Linked DNA regions of Rattus norvegicus: all the other regions are linked to region 1. Evidence: chromatin contacts called from public Hi-C data. All regions are on one chromosome and are shown on one strand. The core of a region is the stretch at or near the end of the contact, and the rest is flanking DNA. Distances in the headings are between cores, read along the strand shown. Region 1 holds the start of Nr3c1 (nuclear receptor subfamily 3, group C, member 1). Region 2 has its middle 73 kb from the start of Nr3c1. Region 3 has its middle 93 kb from the start of Nr3c1.

Region 1 (4,368 bases), core at 277-2,776:
TCCTTGCACCCCAAAGCAACACCGTAACACCTTTCCCGGAGTCCCCCAAATCCTAGCCTATGGCATGAGGTAGAGGGGCACGGTCCCGGCGTCGCCCCAGCCTGCCTAACACAGAGGACACCCGAGGGGCAGGTACTGCGCGGCCGCACAGTCACCCTACGCCCCTTTCCTGTCCTAGGGGGACCGGCCATGTGTTTCTCTTGGAGACCCGGGGACTCGTATTGGGCACAGCTGGACGGAGCTAAAAGCTGACGTTTTAAAGATGCATGTTTTTGTTTTATTTGGAGGGACAGAGGGGTCCCTGGAACCCAGAAAGCTGAGCAAGGCACCGAGCCTGGAGCAGCAAATGTCAAGATTCGGGGGAGGGGCCTCCGCGGGGAGCTTGGATGCTGGCCCCGAAGGGGGTGGAAGGAGAGGTCAGGAGTTTGGGTAAGAGGAGGGCGGACTTCAGCAGCAACTTACTATTCGGTCTGCAACTTGCTTCTAGGCCTGCACACACCCCCTCCCGCCCCGCAAGGCTTCCTTAATCACAATTTTTTTTTTAAGTGCAAAGAAACCCAGCTCTCTGAGAGGGTTTTGCATTCGGCATGCAACTTCCTCCGAGTGTGAGCGCGCTGGCAGGCGGGGAGGGAGCGGTGGGGGTTGAACTTGGCAGGCGGCGCCTCCTGCTGCCGCCGCCGCCGCCGCCTCTCAGACTCGGGGAAGAGGGTGGGGGACGATCGGGGCGCGGGGGAGGGTGGGTTCTGCTTTGCAACTTCTCCCGGTTGCGAGCGAGCGCGCGCGCGGCGGCGGCGGCGGCGGCTGCAGACGGGGCCGCCCAGACGCTGCGGGGGTGGGGGACCTGGCGGCACGCGAGTCCCCCCCCGGGCTCACAGTATGTATGCGCTGACCCTCTCCTCTGCGCTCCCCTCCCCAGGCCTCCCCAGAGGGCGTGTCTGCAGTCCTGCCCCGAGAGCAAGCGGCCAGGGCTCTGCGGCACCGTTTCCGTGCCATCCTGTAGCCCCTCTGCTAGTGTGACACACTTCGCGCAACTCCGCAGTTGGCGGGCGCGGACCACCCCTGCGGCTCTGCCGGCTGGCTGTCACCCTCGGGGGCTCTGGCTGCCGACCCACGGGGCGGGCTCCCGAGCGGTTCCAAGCCTCGGAGCTGGGCGGGGGCGGGAGGGAGCCTGGGAGAAGAGAAACTAAAGAAACTCGGTTTCCCTCCCAGGCCAGGTCGGCACCCGCTGCCGCACTTTTTCTCGTTCCTTGGGTGGGGAAAGGCGAAGCCGCGCGCGCCCCAGCGAGGCGATGCCCTGAGCCGCGGGCTTGCAGGCGCCGTCGGGGCCGGGCTGGCGGGTACCGCGCGCTGGGAGAAAAGAGGGCGAGGGCCACGGGCGCCCTTGCAGTTGCCGACAGTCGCCAACAGGTTGCACCGTTCCCCGCGGCCGCCGCGCGGCCCCTCGGGCGGGGAGCGGCCGGGGGTGGAGTGGGAGCGCGTGTGTGCGAGTGTGTGCGCGCCGTGGCGCCGCCTCCGCCCGCCCCTCGCTCGGTCCCGCTCGCCTGCCGCGGCCGGGCGGCCCTTTCGCGTGTCCGCGCTCCCCCCCCTCCCCTCCGCCTCCTCCATTTTGCGAGCTCGAGTCAGTGCCTGGAGCCCGAGTCGCCGCCCGCCCGTCGGGGACGGATTCTAAGTGGGTGGAACAAGACGCCGCAGCCGGGCGGCGCGGCGCCGGGACGGGGGACGCGCGCGGGAGACGGGAGCGGCGCGGGGGCCCGGCTTGTCAGCCGGGAACGGGTGACTTTCAGCGCTAGGGGCTCTCCCCTCCCCCATGGAGAAGAGGGGGCGACTGTTGACTTCCTTCTCCGTGACACGCGCGCCTCCCGCGTCCGCACGCCGACTTGTTTATCTGGCTGCGGTGGGAGCCGCGAGCGGGCGAGCGCGCGGGTGCTGAGGTGAGCGGGGGCTGGGCGAGCGGGCGAGCGGGCGCCCGCGCTGAGGTGAGCCGGACTGGGCGCGCTCCCCTAGGGGCTCGGCAGCCGGGGCGGCCGGACTTGGCAAACTTTTGCCAGCCCGGGGTTGGGGGTGGAGGCTGGCGAGGGCAGGGTGACGGTGACGAAAGGGCCTTGGCGGTGACAGCGCTGGCGCTTCCTCTCCCCGCACCGCCATCCCTGGCCCAGCGCGCTGCCCCGCCGTGGAGCCTCGGGCGCCCGGGCGGGAGTCTGGCGTCCTTTTTGGTTTTGCTTTTGCCGCAAGCCCTCGGGTCTTCGCTGTCCTCGGAGCCGCCGAGACACCCGCTTTTCCCGGGGGGCAAGGTAGAGCGCCGTCTGGGACCGGCGGGCTCAGGGCGCGCGGCTCCGGGCTGCGGGCTTGTAGGGTGGATTGGGGCTCACAGCCTGCAGCCCAGACTTCGCCCGCCCGGCCTTATCTGCTAGAAGTGGGCGTGCCGCAGAGAACTCAACAGGTCTGGACACATTTCTCCCTTCACCTCCCACCTTTCTCCCTCCTTCTCCCCCAACCCCACCCCCGACAACTTGGGCGCTAGCTTTGGGGCATGATTTCGCGCCTGACTTTTCTGAGTGGTCCCCTTTTAGAAAGAGACCCTCCCTAGCCGCAGTTTTTGATGCAGCGATTTTTTTTTTTTTTTTTTGACAAGTGCTACTTTGACATTTGAGGTTGCAGCCTCGGTAATTGCAGCCTTACCACTTAAGACCCTGGGCAAGGTTCGTGTGACTAATGTCACAGGGTTATTTACAGTTTTAACTGGGGGATAAATGTCGCTTAAGGGAGCATCTTGTTTTATGAAGTGTTACGGTTTCGGGCTGGAAGGGGCAGTTGTCAAAAAAGCAGGTCTGAAAATTCTTTAAGGTCTATTAGATATCTTACATTTAGAGATCCTTATCAAAGGCATAGGACCGACCGGGGTTCTGAGAGAGAAGCCCTTTACAGGGAAGAATCCTAGGGTAGGTTCCACCCCTCTCCACCTTCCCTGAATTTCCCTTTCAGAGAAGGTGGTCATACTTAATGTCTTGGTACAGGAAAAGTTTACCATTGTATTGGGGATCCCAAATATATTTGTCATAGTCTTTGCCAGCCCCTCAAAACATTTTGATTATTACTAACATACTAGCAATCTGGAGGAATACAGTAAAGGTTTAAAACTACAGAGAGTATTTTTTCTGAGCGTTTTCTTGAATGGGGTTTATTTGAGTTTATATGTGATTTGACTGTCCAGTTTTTCTGTTTTCCCGGTATTTACATCTTTGGAAAGAAAAATCTTAAACTTATAGATAAAATATTTTATACTGAGTATATCAAACAATTTTTAAAAAAGAATACAATTCCATAAATCTTGGTGTTAGGAATTTTAATAAGCTTTGCTCTATTACACTATTTAAATAGGTTAAAATTATAGTGAAGAAGCCAGTACAAATTCTACTCTGTTTTTAAAGATATACATTTTAGGCTGTATATAATATCTATAATTTCTTATCTCCAAAATTTGAAGGTAGGTGATACTAGACAGGCATATTTATTTGAAAATAGAGTTTCAAAGTAAGAGCCTTTCCCTAGCTCTACAAGATAAGCAGCTCAGCACTGCTTTTTTTTTCAAAAATAAAAATGTGCATAATTCTTGGAGGAACCTTGAAAGGTTTAGAAGTGCTGGGATCGGCACAGGTGAAATTGTCAATCATAAAATGTGTAAACATTTATATTGTAGCATTTATCAAACGGTTTATGTATTGGTTTCCAGAAAGGCAATCACTCAATCGAAAGGGGCTGGAAATGTAAGGATCATGCCTTTAAAAAAAAAAAGTTAAATACTTTGACATCAACTTGAACCTTTACAATAATTGCGTATGACAAATTACAATCCCCATGGTTACCAAATGTGTATGTTTAGCGAGTGACAGGATAAACAGTCAAATTCAGTTGGTTCAATGTAACTTTGTTGTCTCTGTGCAAATGAGCTGCCTTGCAGATGGGAAACGGGGGTGGGGGTATAGCTTTATTTTAAAAGATAGGAACTATTTTTCTGATAATGGAGACTTTGATTTGGGAGTTACCTAAAGGGTTTATTTAATGGGCAGTCTTACTAATCGGATCAGAAATAATGTTTTTATAGCTTATTATGTCTTTTTTTTTTCTTTTGTAGTTAATATTTGCCAATGGACTCCAAAGAATCCTTAGCTCCCCCTGGTAGAGACGAAGTCCCTGGCAGTTTGCTTGGCCAGGGGAGGGGGAGCGTAATGGACTTTTATAAAAGCCTGAGGGGAGGAGCTACAGTCAAGGTTTCTGCATCTTCGCCCTCAGTGGCTGCTGCTTCTCAGGCAGATTCCAAGCAGCAGAGGATTCTCCTTGATTTCTCGAAAGGCTCCACAAGCAATGTGC
Region 2 (4,167 bases), core at 1,189-3,688, 73 kb before region 1:
GTATTGCTTGGCCCCTACAGTCCAGTGATAAAAATCATAGCCAAAATCAACTTGGGGAGGAAAAGGTTTATTACATAAACAGGTTACAGCCCATCATCAAGAGAGTTCAAGCAGGAACCCAGAGACAGGAACTGAAGCAGAAACCAGGGAGGAGTAGGGCTTACTGGCTCTTCTCCACAACTTGCTCAGCCTGCTTTCTTATATATTTTGCCCAAATAGTACCATACTATAACCTTGTACAACTTGATTTTTTAAACATCAGTTTATGGTATTTGAGACTGATTCTGTCTAGCCCCTTTGGTAAGCATTGCTCTGACTGTTGTAGCAGTTCATCTACCAATTCTGCCATAAATGAAAACTTGGCATTAATCACAGTTCCTTGCTATTAAAACAATGCTGGAACCTGGGGAGATGCCACTGTTTGTAAAATGCTTGGCATTTGACTATAAGAACCTGAGTTCAGATCCTCATAACCCACATAAAAGCTAGGCTTAATGGCATGCTCTGTAAATCCAGAGATTTGGAGGTTGAGGAAGAGAGCTGAATTCATGAGCCTCACTAGCCAGCTAATTGAGCCAAATTAATGAGCCCTTGGTTCAGTGAGAAATACTATTTTAAGACCTATGATGGAGAGAGACAGAGGAAGACCCCTGGTAGCTGTCTCTGGCCTACACACACACACACACACACACACACACACACACACACAGACGTGTGTGTGTGTGTCTGACGTACACACGCATGCACACACATGCAGACATACATGAATGCAAAAATATACCACACACGTATGTTTTAGGATGCTGAGGTGAATCAGTGCAGTACCCACTTCTGCACACCTAAAAGAATTTCTCTGAAGCAAAAGCTCAGGGGTAAGACTTGCTGAGTCAAATGTCCTATGCTTTCTAATTTTACAAACCATTGCCAAATGGCTCTTCAAAATGGCTTGTCAATTATCCACCCACCACACTGCATTAGTGTTCCAGCCCTCCAGATCCCCATCAATCTTTGGCACTGTCAGACTTTTCAGTTTTGCCAGTCACCTCAGTGTGAAATGGCACGTTGTCACTTTAATTTGTGTGCCCTTAATGACTTGTGAGACTGATGGAACACTGTCAGATGATTTTAGCTGTTTTTTTTTTCCTATTAATTCCCTGTTGATATTTTCTGCTATTTCTGGTGTATTTATTGCTTTTTCTCATCATTCATATCTATCTGTGTAATACATTTCCCCCCAAACAGATTAAGCATTGCTAATGAAGAATGATAGTCTGCTCATTCATTAAATTAATACTCATCTTTCATTCATTAAATTAGCATCCATTGACGTCCTTATATTCGCCAGACATTGTAGAAGCAGTGGCCATATAAGGCAAGGGCTCCAGTGATGTCATTATATAAGTCTTTAGTTTTTCCACCACTTAAGTTAATAATTTCTAATGATAAATTTTAATAATGTTAGCACCTAAGGAGATTTGGTGAACAAATAAACTGCAAGCACAATTCTGAGAGACCAAGAGTTGTCTCAGACCGCCTCTGTGGGAAAGTCCTATAGCTGAGACTGTCTATATTCAAGAACAACAAGAGGGAGAGTGAATATAAGCAGCTAGCACACATGAGGAACCCATGCTCTAACATTACAAAGGCTTCCTCAATAGGAGACATGTTCTAAGACAGAAAGGTGGATGCTGATCCCCAAGTGATCAAAAAATATAGCCATATTGACACCTGGCAGCCTGTTGTACAGAATTACGTCAATAATTGCCCTAGTTTCAACCTCTCCCACCACCACCCCCCCCCCGCTTCTCAAATATTAAAAATGAAAGGTGTCTTTCTACATACACTTTCTAAAAATCCCTCATAATTATGTGTAAGATATGTGTGAAAATATTTGTGAGAACTTCCCATCTCTGCATCCGATGCTTTTTACATTAAATATATCTATACTTGTTCATCAAATGTCATGCCTAAGTCCTCTTTCCCATGCCTGCAGTTAGCCTCTCATTTCCTTCATAGCATTTACCTTACATAACCCTTCACACAGTGACAGAATGGGCTCCGGCTGATGACTGAATAGGTTGCACCATAACGCTCAGGGGTGAAAATGAAGAAATCTTTGTTTCCTGTCCCAATTCCTCTGTACAGAACAAAAGTACTGCTCTGAAGACACTCTTACCACTGTACATCTGATTTGGAAGCCTGATGGTTCTCCAATGGTAAGAGTCAGGCCATTGAAAGCAGAAAGAGACCTTCAGGTCCTCCCCACTCATCTACATCAGAATGTTGATGTTAGGCAGTATGAGTCACAGACAGCCGTCTTTTGCTCTCTGAGTATCTGCCTGATAGGTACATCCCAGGGGGGTAAACACTGTGACACTGTGACACTGTGCTAAAGCTAGAGCCTTAGCACGCTGTGTGAAGGTCTCGACTTGCCAGGACCAAGTGATTATTATTAGAAAGAGGAGCCTTGTGCACACAGAGATCTAAGACAGTGTGACACATATGTGTAGGAGCCAGAATCTGTAACAGAGAGGCCCAGGATAGTGCTCTGAGCTCTGGCTTTTATGCCTCAGTGGATGGCAATGACCGAAAGATCCAGGGGATGAGACAAAGGATCATAGAATGGGACAGAAGCCTTTAGAGGAAAGAGCTAAGATGGTGATACAAACGTGTGAGTCACTTGAAAATGGGCTAGAAATGAGGAGAGAGTGCCTGGGGCATCTTTGCAGAAAAGCTAACGTTTCGTGTGGAAAGGATGCCCTAACAAGAATGTGGGAAAGAGCAGGTTGAGGAAGAAGAGACCAGAGCAGAGAGGAGGTAAAGGGGCCGAACTGACCGCCAAGAGGACACACCAGCAGCAGCCAAAGAGGGGAGGCTCTTGGCTCTCCTACAAGATAACTGGGAAGCTTTAGAGAGAAGGGACTTAGGCTGTTCCCAGAGGAATGGGTGGAGGGGGCTACTCCAACACGGAGAGGAGGGGACAGGCAGCTGGAAACAGGGGATCAGCACTATCCAAAAACTAAAATTAAACAATGTCTCGGGGGTCAGGGAACGACATATGTCAAAACTGAGATTTTCTACACAGTAACCTGCTGAAAGGGGACATGGGAGAGGAAGCTCCGGCCAGAAGGGCCCTGAATGTTTGGCAAAGAACCTGGCTTTTCCTCTCCAACAGAAGAGTCATCTGTGGTTTCTGAGCCTAAGACTGGCTGTATAAAGCCAAGAGAGAGGTTTAGTAGCTATGGGAGAGGCCATCGTTCCCAGTAACTAGGTGGGGATGCTTCAGAAAAGCACTCAAGCTGCTATTCAGCAGCGAGGGACAAAAACACACAGAGCAGGCAGCTGTGTTACACCATCCGTGGAACTCCTGGGTGGGAAATCCTCTGAGGCGGGCGCCGCGCAGAGCTGTGAGCATCACAGTGAAAGCATCCGAGAGGAAGGGCTGGAAAACAGAAAGCAGAGCTCCCCAAGCAAAAAGCAGGCGAGCACACTTGACTCCTGCAGTTTCTTCTTGGTCTATTGCTCAGGCTGAGCCTTACCAGTCAAGAGGGGAGAAGCCAAACCATGTTTACTCTGCCCGCAAGGCCCGGGTTCATCACCTTGGGGGCATGAAGCCTGCTCAGACACCAGGAGACATTGCCTTCTCTAGGCATCTGCCCCAGGGATTCACAGCTGTAGCTTTTAGAAAGCTGTGACCCTGACTCCTCTTTCTCGCCACCTTCTGACTCTGGCAGAGAAGTAGAAGCAAGACAAAGAAGTGTGGGAGACCTTTTCAGAGATTTCGCTTAACAGGGATGTCAGTGGGGACTGGAGACATTCTGAGCACTCATAGCAGACAAAAAGATGAGAAGAGACATCATGGAGCTGACTCTTCTCTGTATACTTCTTTCCTCTCCCAAGTGACAATAATGGCAACAGTCCCTCTGTCATTTATTAGCCAACACAGTACTCACCCAATGGATAGCCCAGACCTGTCCCTATTTCTGCAATGCAAGCCTTCCGTCTAGTGGCAAAGATAAGACCTAAGTGAACAACCACTTAGGCTTTGTAATTGCATTGAGTTTTCAGTATGAAGCACAGCAGCAGGGATAAACACAGGCTCGTCCATATAGACAATCAGAGGACATCGATCCCTAAAGAATTATAAAGCTGTAGGGTGGCTTAAAA
Region 3 (4,062 bases), core at 912-3,411, 93 kb after region 1:
GGTACTGAGCACAGGAGAAACTGATGCCTGTAACTGCCTCAAATGTAACAGTCTGTATCCCAAAGATGGCATTATTTGTAAACACAGCAAAATTAATAGCTTAATTTAAAATCACAGTGCCCTTAGAAAGACAAGTAAGTAAACACAGCAGATACATAATACAAAAGATAAAGGCGTGAGAAGTAGTAACCACGTATCTATACACTCTTTAATAGCTTCTAAACAGTAGCTTTCTGGATCTTTCCACAGCATAGTGCTGCTACCACCATGAAAAAAGCCATTCTAACTTAAAAAGTGAATTTGCCTCACCTCATGTACTCCAACTACGGCTGCATGCCTGTTGTATAAGTGTAAGGAAGTGGCAATACTTAGGTACCTAAGACTATGAGATTGGGATGTCGGATCCACCCTCCCCAGTGTCTTAATTACAACAGATGCGCCAGCTGGGGTCCAGTGCGCTACAGTTTGTATGTGGTTTGCAGAGCCCAGAAGAGAACACCAGTGCTCTAGTGCTCTCTGCCTTACTCTCGAGACAAGGTCTGTCACCGAATCGAACTCGCTAGTTCAGTTAGACCAACTAGCTAGTGAGCTCCAGGATGTGCCTGTCTGCTCCACAGGGCTGGGCTCACAGGCAGGTGTGGCCATGTCCAGTATGATTAAGTGGATTCTGGGTATTCAAATTCAGATATCCAAGCTTGAGGAGCAAGAGTTCTCACTGAGCCATACGGTTCATCCATACCTATTCTCGCTGTGTACCATGTACCCTCAAGTATAAACCTGTTTATGTAAAGTGCCTAGTTAATCTTCACTCAATGAATAAATAAAATGAAGACACGGATGCTAGTAACTCAATTACTAAAATTACACTGGAAACCTGAGAGCTGAAGCCATTCAGTTACCAGGTATCGGATAGCAAGTCTCTGGCAGCCTCTTAGACAACTGATTTTTCTGCTGTCTACTACTTCACCGAGCACTTACTAGGTGCCAGATACCATGGTTTTTAATATATTATCTCATTTAATCTTTAGAGCCCTCAAAGTAGTATTCTTATCCTCACATATGTGAGGACGGTGTGTGGGGCTTGAAAACCTGAGTTGTCTTCCGAGGCTTACAAAGCTTGGAACTGGCTGAGTGGACGTGACACTGGGCATCTAGCTCAGGGGTTCGCATTCTCCACTTCCAGGGAAAGAGGAGTGGGGAACTTCTGAGTGCAGCCAGCTGAGCCTTGTGAGTCCTTGTCCTCTGACACGACCTCGCTTCATCCCATTTGCTACGACAGCAGTTTTTTAAATTATTCATTTGGGGATTATAGTGGTAGCCTTTCCCCCTTCCCTTCCCTTCCCTTCCTCCCTCAAACCTTCCTTGGTCCTCTTCAAACTCACGCCTCTTTTTCTCATTCACATTGTTCGTTTGTGTGTGTGTCAGGGCGGGGCCTATCTTCCTTAACCAAGTAAGCACCACCCACTCAGTTTAGACAAATGACGTGTGGATGTTTTCAGGGCTAACCATGTTGGGACGCCTGGGGAGACTGAGGGTGAAAAACTAACTCCAGAGAGTATAGAACTCTTCGGTTTTTCAGATACAAGGAATCTGTGTCACTTAGCAGCGCTCACAGCAAACCAACTAACCTCCAGGCAAAAGAAGGTAAAAGTGAGGCTGAGGAGAAAAGATGTTACCAAATGAAAACTCTGATGCAAGTCAAATCTGATCCTACTGTAACAACAGCACAACAAAATGTAGCCAAACCTTGGATATAAAAAACAAAGTAAAAACCACCTGAGGGGCTGAAAATACAGAGCCATTCTGCATCAGCTGAATGGTCTAGAGACTTTGCTCATCTTCTGAGGGGCTCCCAACAGCTTTTTTTTTTCCCCAACAGCTTTTATACCATCTCTCTGTTAAAACTTGTAAATTAATTATTTTTTTAAAAGTCTCTTGTCTATAGGACGTATCAAGCTTCCTGTTTCTTAGTTAAAATGAGATATACTTGAGTAAAGGAAACACTTAACTCTGTTTCTAGAACTCAATGAAGGAGTTCATCTAGACCCTATCAGATGCCTAGACAAGTTCTCCATTCTACCCGGCCCATTGGAGCAAGGGGGATTTACTCTGTTCATCCCATGTGTGCTCACTGGGAAGAGTAACTGTTGGAAGCTCCAGCCAATGGGACTGTCCCGGCAGCTTTTAAATGGCAGTGTCAGAAACAGAACCTTGCACAACTACAAAGGGAATCAAAAGTTCAAGTTTTAAGTTAACTGTGTTTCCTTCCCTTCTTTTATTGGGAAACGGTTTTCTTTCTCAGATTCCTCCTCAGCTTTTTGTGAGTTCATAACAAATATACACATGCCACAAGTAGCAGGAACAGTGACAAAGATGAACACACACAGCCACTAGTGCCCACCACTATGTCCTGCTGCCTGCCACTTATCACCCTAGACATGATTTTTATATTACATCATTTTGGGGGAGAGGCGGCTGTGCACTTATGGAAGTCTGGAGGACAGTGTGTGGGAGCTGATTCTCTGCTGCCACCATGTAGGTCCCAGGGATCAAACTCCAGTCGTCAGGTTTGGCAGCAAGTGCCTTTGTTGAGCCATCATACTGGTCCTGATTTTTGCTTTTAATTTGTTTCTGTTGCTCAATCCGTCCCAGACACCTGCTCCTAGATGTAAATACAGAAGAACTAAACTCGGCACTCAGACAGCGCACGTGCACACACATGTCCACAGCAGCACTGCAAGGACAGCAGCACTGCTAACGACAGCAGCACTGCAAGGACAGCAGCACTGCTAACGACAGCAGCACTGCTAACGACAGCCGAGGTAAACAAGGCTTTGATTATTTAGTACTCACTGATGATACCCACGAGGCTCTGATGGAAATACAAACGTAGGACATGGAAAACCCCAAGGTTGATAAGATTGCAAGGATTAACGAAAAACTTCATTTGAACGGGGAGGACAGTGTTCATAAAAATCAGAGGTTCACATGAGAACATGCCACAAATAGCTTCTGATCAATTTAGTGACCTGTCAGGTTGGCAAGCACGTAGCTGGTCCAACTCAAAGACCAACAAAGCATCACTAAAAAAATCCATGAATACAGTCCTGCCCTCAAGGAATTCAATATGAAGGCCAAATGACTCCCCATGTCCATGTCTGTTTGTCTATTCCAATAAGAACACTTGACCATTCAATGACCTACATGTGAATGTGCATAGTAGCAAAACAGCCAAAGTGAATGCCTTTCGGTTGATGAACAGAAAAACATATAATAGAATTATATATATGGCTATTAAAAGTAAAATACAGATGCAGTCCATAAATACACAGGAGCTCAAGAGCATGCTAAAATAATGTAGACACATAACGTAGTTTTTCTTAGGTGCCCAGAAAAGGCAAATCTGTACCACCAGACAGCTCAGCAATGGTTGCCTATGGTTAGGCATAGCATCAGGACCCAACGTATGTGAGTTGGTGAAGCTTTTAGAGGTGGCGGAGTGTTCTAAAACGTATTATGGTGATGACAGCATAGCTTGGTGAATTCAATATAATCCAAAACTGTACTTGATCAGAAACTACAGAAAACTGGGCTAAGATCCCTATGAGCACAGACGGCAAAGGGTCTAAACAAAGCTTGGCAGTACAACCTAACTTTAAAGGAGGAGGATACCATCACCAGTAGGCTAACCCACAAATGTCGTGTTATATCAACATTGAAAGCCGTCAGGACTGGCAAGATGGCTCAGGAGATAATGGTGCTTGGCACTAACCTTGACCACCTGAGTGAATCAATTCCAGCAAGCTCTCCTCTGAGCTCCACACATGCTCACAACGTCATGCACATACACACATACACAAAGAAAATAAATGTGGAAGAAAGTAATCCACGGTGGTATAAAACTAAAAGAAAAAACAATGTGGTGAAACAGATATCAAACACGTCATGAAATGCCAGATCTCCTGACTTTGTCAAAGGCGTTCAGTGAATATAAAGCCCTCAGCCTTCTGACAGGCATCGACCAAAAAGTGTGTCAGCGTCATGCTCCATGGAAAAAGAAAC

The links. A called contact is a pair of places that touch in the nucleus more often than the background predicts.
Region 2: a contact with region 1 is called in a Hi-C map of psoas muscle, with 4 times the contacts expected there. The contact joins the enhancer-like site here to the promoter of Nr3c1 in region 1. A contact is called at or near these places in 3 of 12 Hi-C or Micro-C datasets (Schwann cells, mammary epithelial cells and psoas muscle).
Region 3: a contact with region 1 is called in a Hi-C map of liver, with 2.2 times the contacts expected there. The contact joins the enhancer-like site here to the promoter of Nr3c1 in region 1. A contact is called at or near these places in 3 of 12 Hi-C or Micro-C datasets (hepatocytes, liver and prefrontal cortex).

Annotation. Positions count from the first base shown.
Region 1 is chr18:31,610,597-31,614,964 of GRCr8, reverse strand. Nr3c1 (nuclear receptor subfamily 3, group C, member 1) reads left to right here and starts at 1,526. Exons shown (of 9, transcript NM_012576.3): 1 at 1,526-1,931; 2 at 4,133-4,368. The coding sequence starts at 4,146.
Region 2 is chr18:31,684,227-31,688,393 of GRCr8, reverse strand. No RefSeq gene overlaps it. Among named protein-coding and RNA genes, the nearest start is that of Nr3c1, 73 kb to the right of the region's middle. Within about 2 kb of position 2,438, at least 11 of the 93 cell types and tissues checked have an H3K27ac peak or open chromatin away from gene starts, as enhancers often do.
Region 3 is chr18:31,518,485-31,522,546 of GRCr8, reverse strand. No RefSeq gene overlaps it. Among named protein-coding and RNA genes, the nearest start is that of Nr3c1, 93 kb to the left of the region's middle. Within about 2 kb of position 2,161, at least 2 of the 93 cell types and tissues checked have an H3K27ac peak or open chromatin away from gene starts, as enhancers often do. A contact at or near this core is called in hepatocytes and liver, where this site is marked.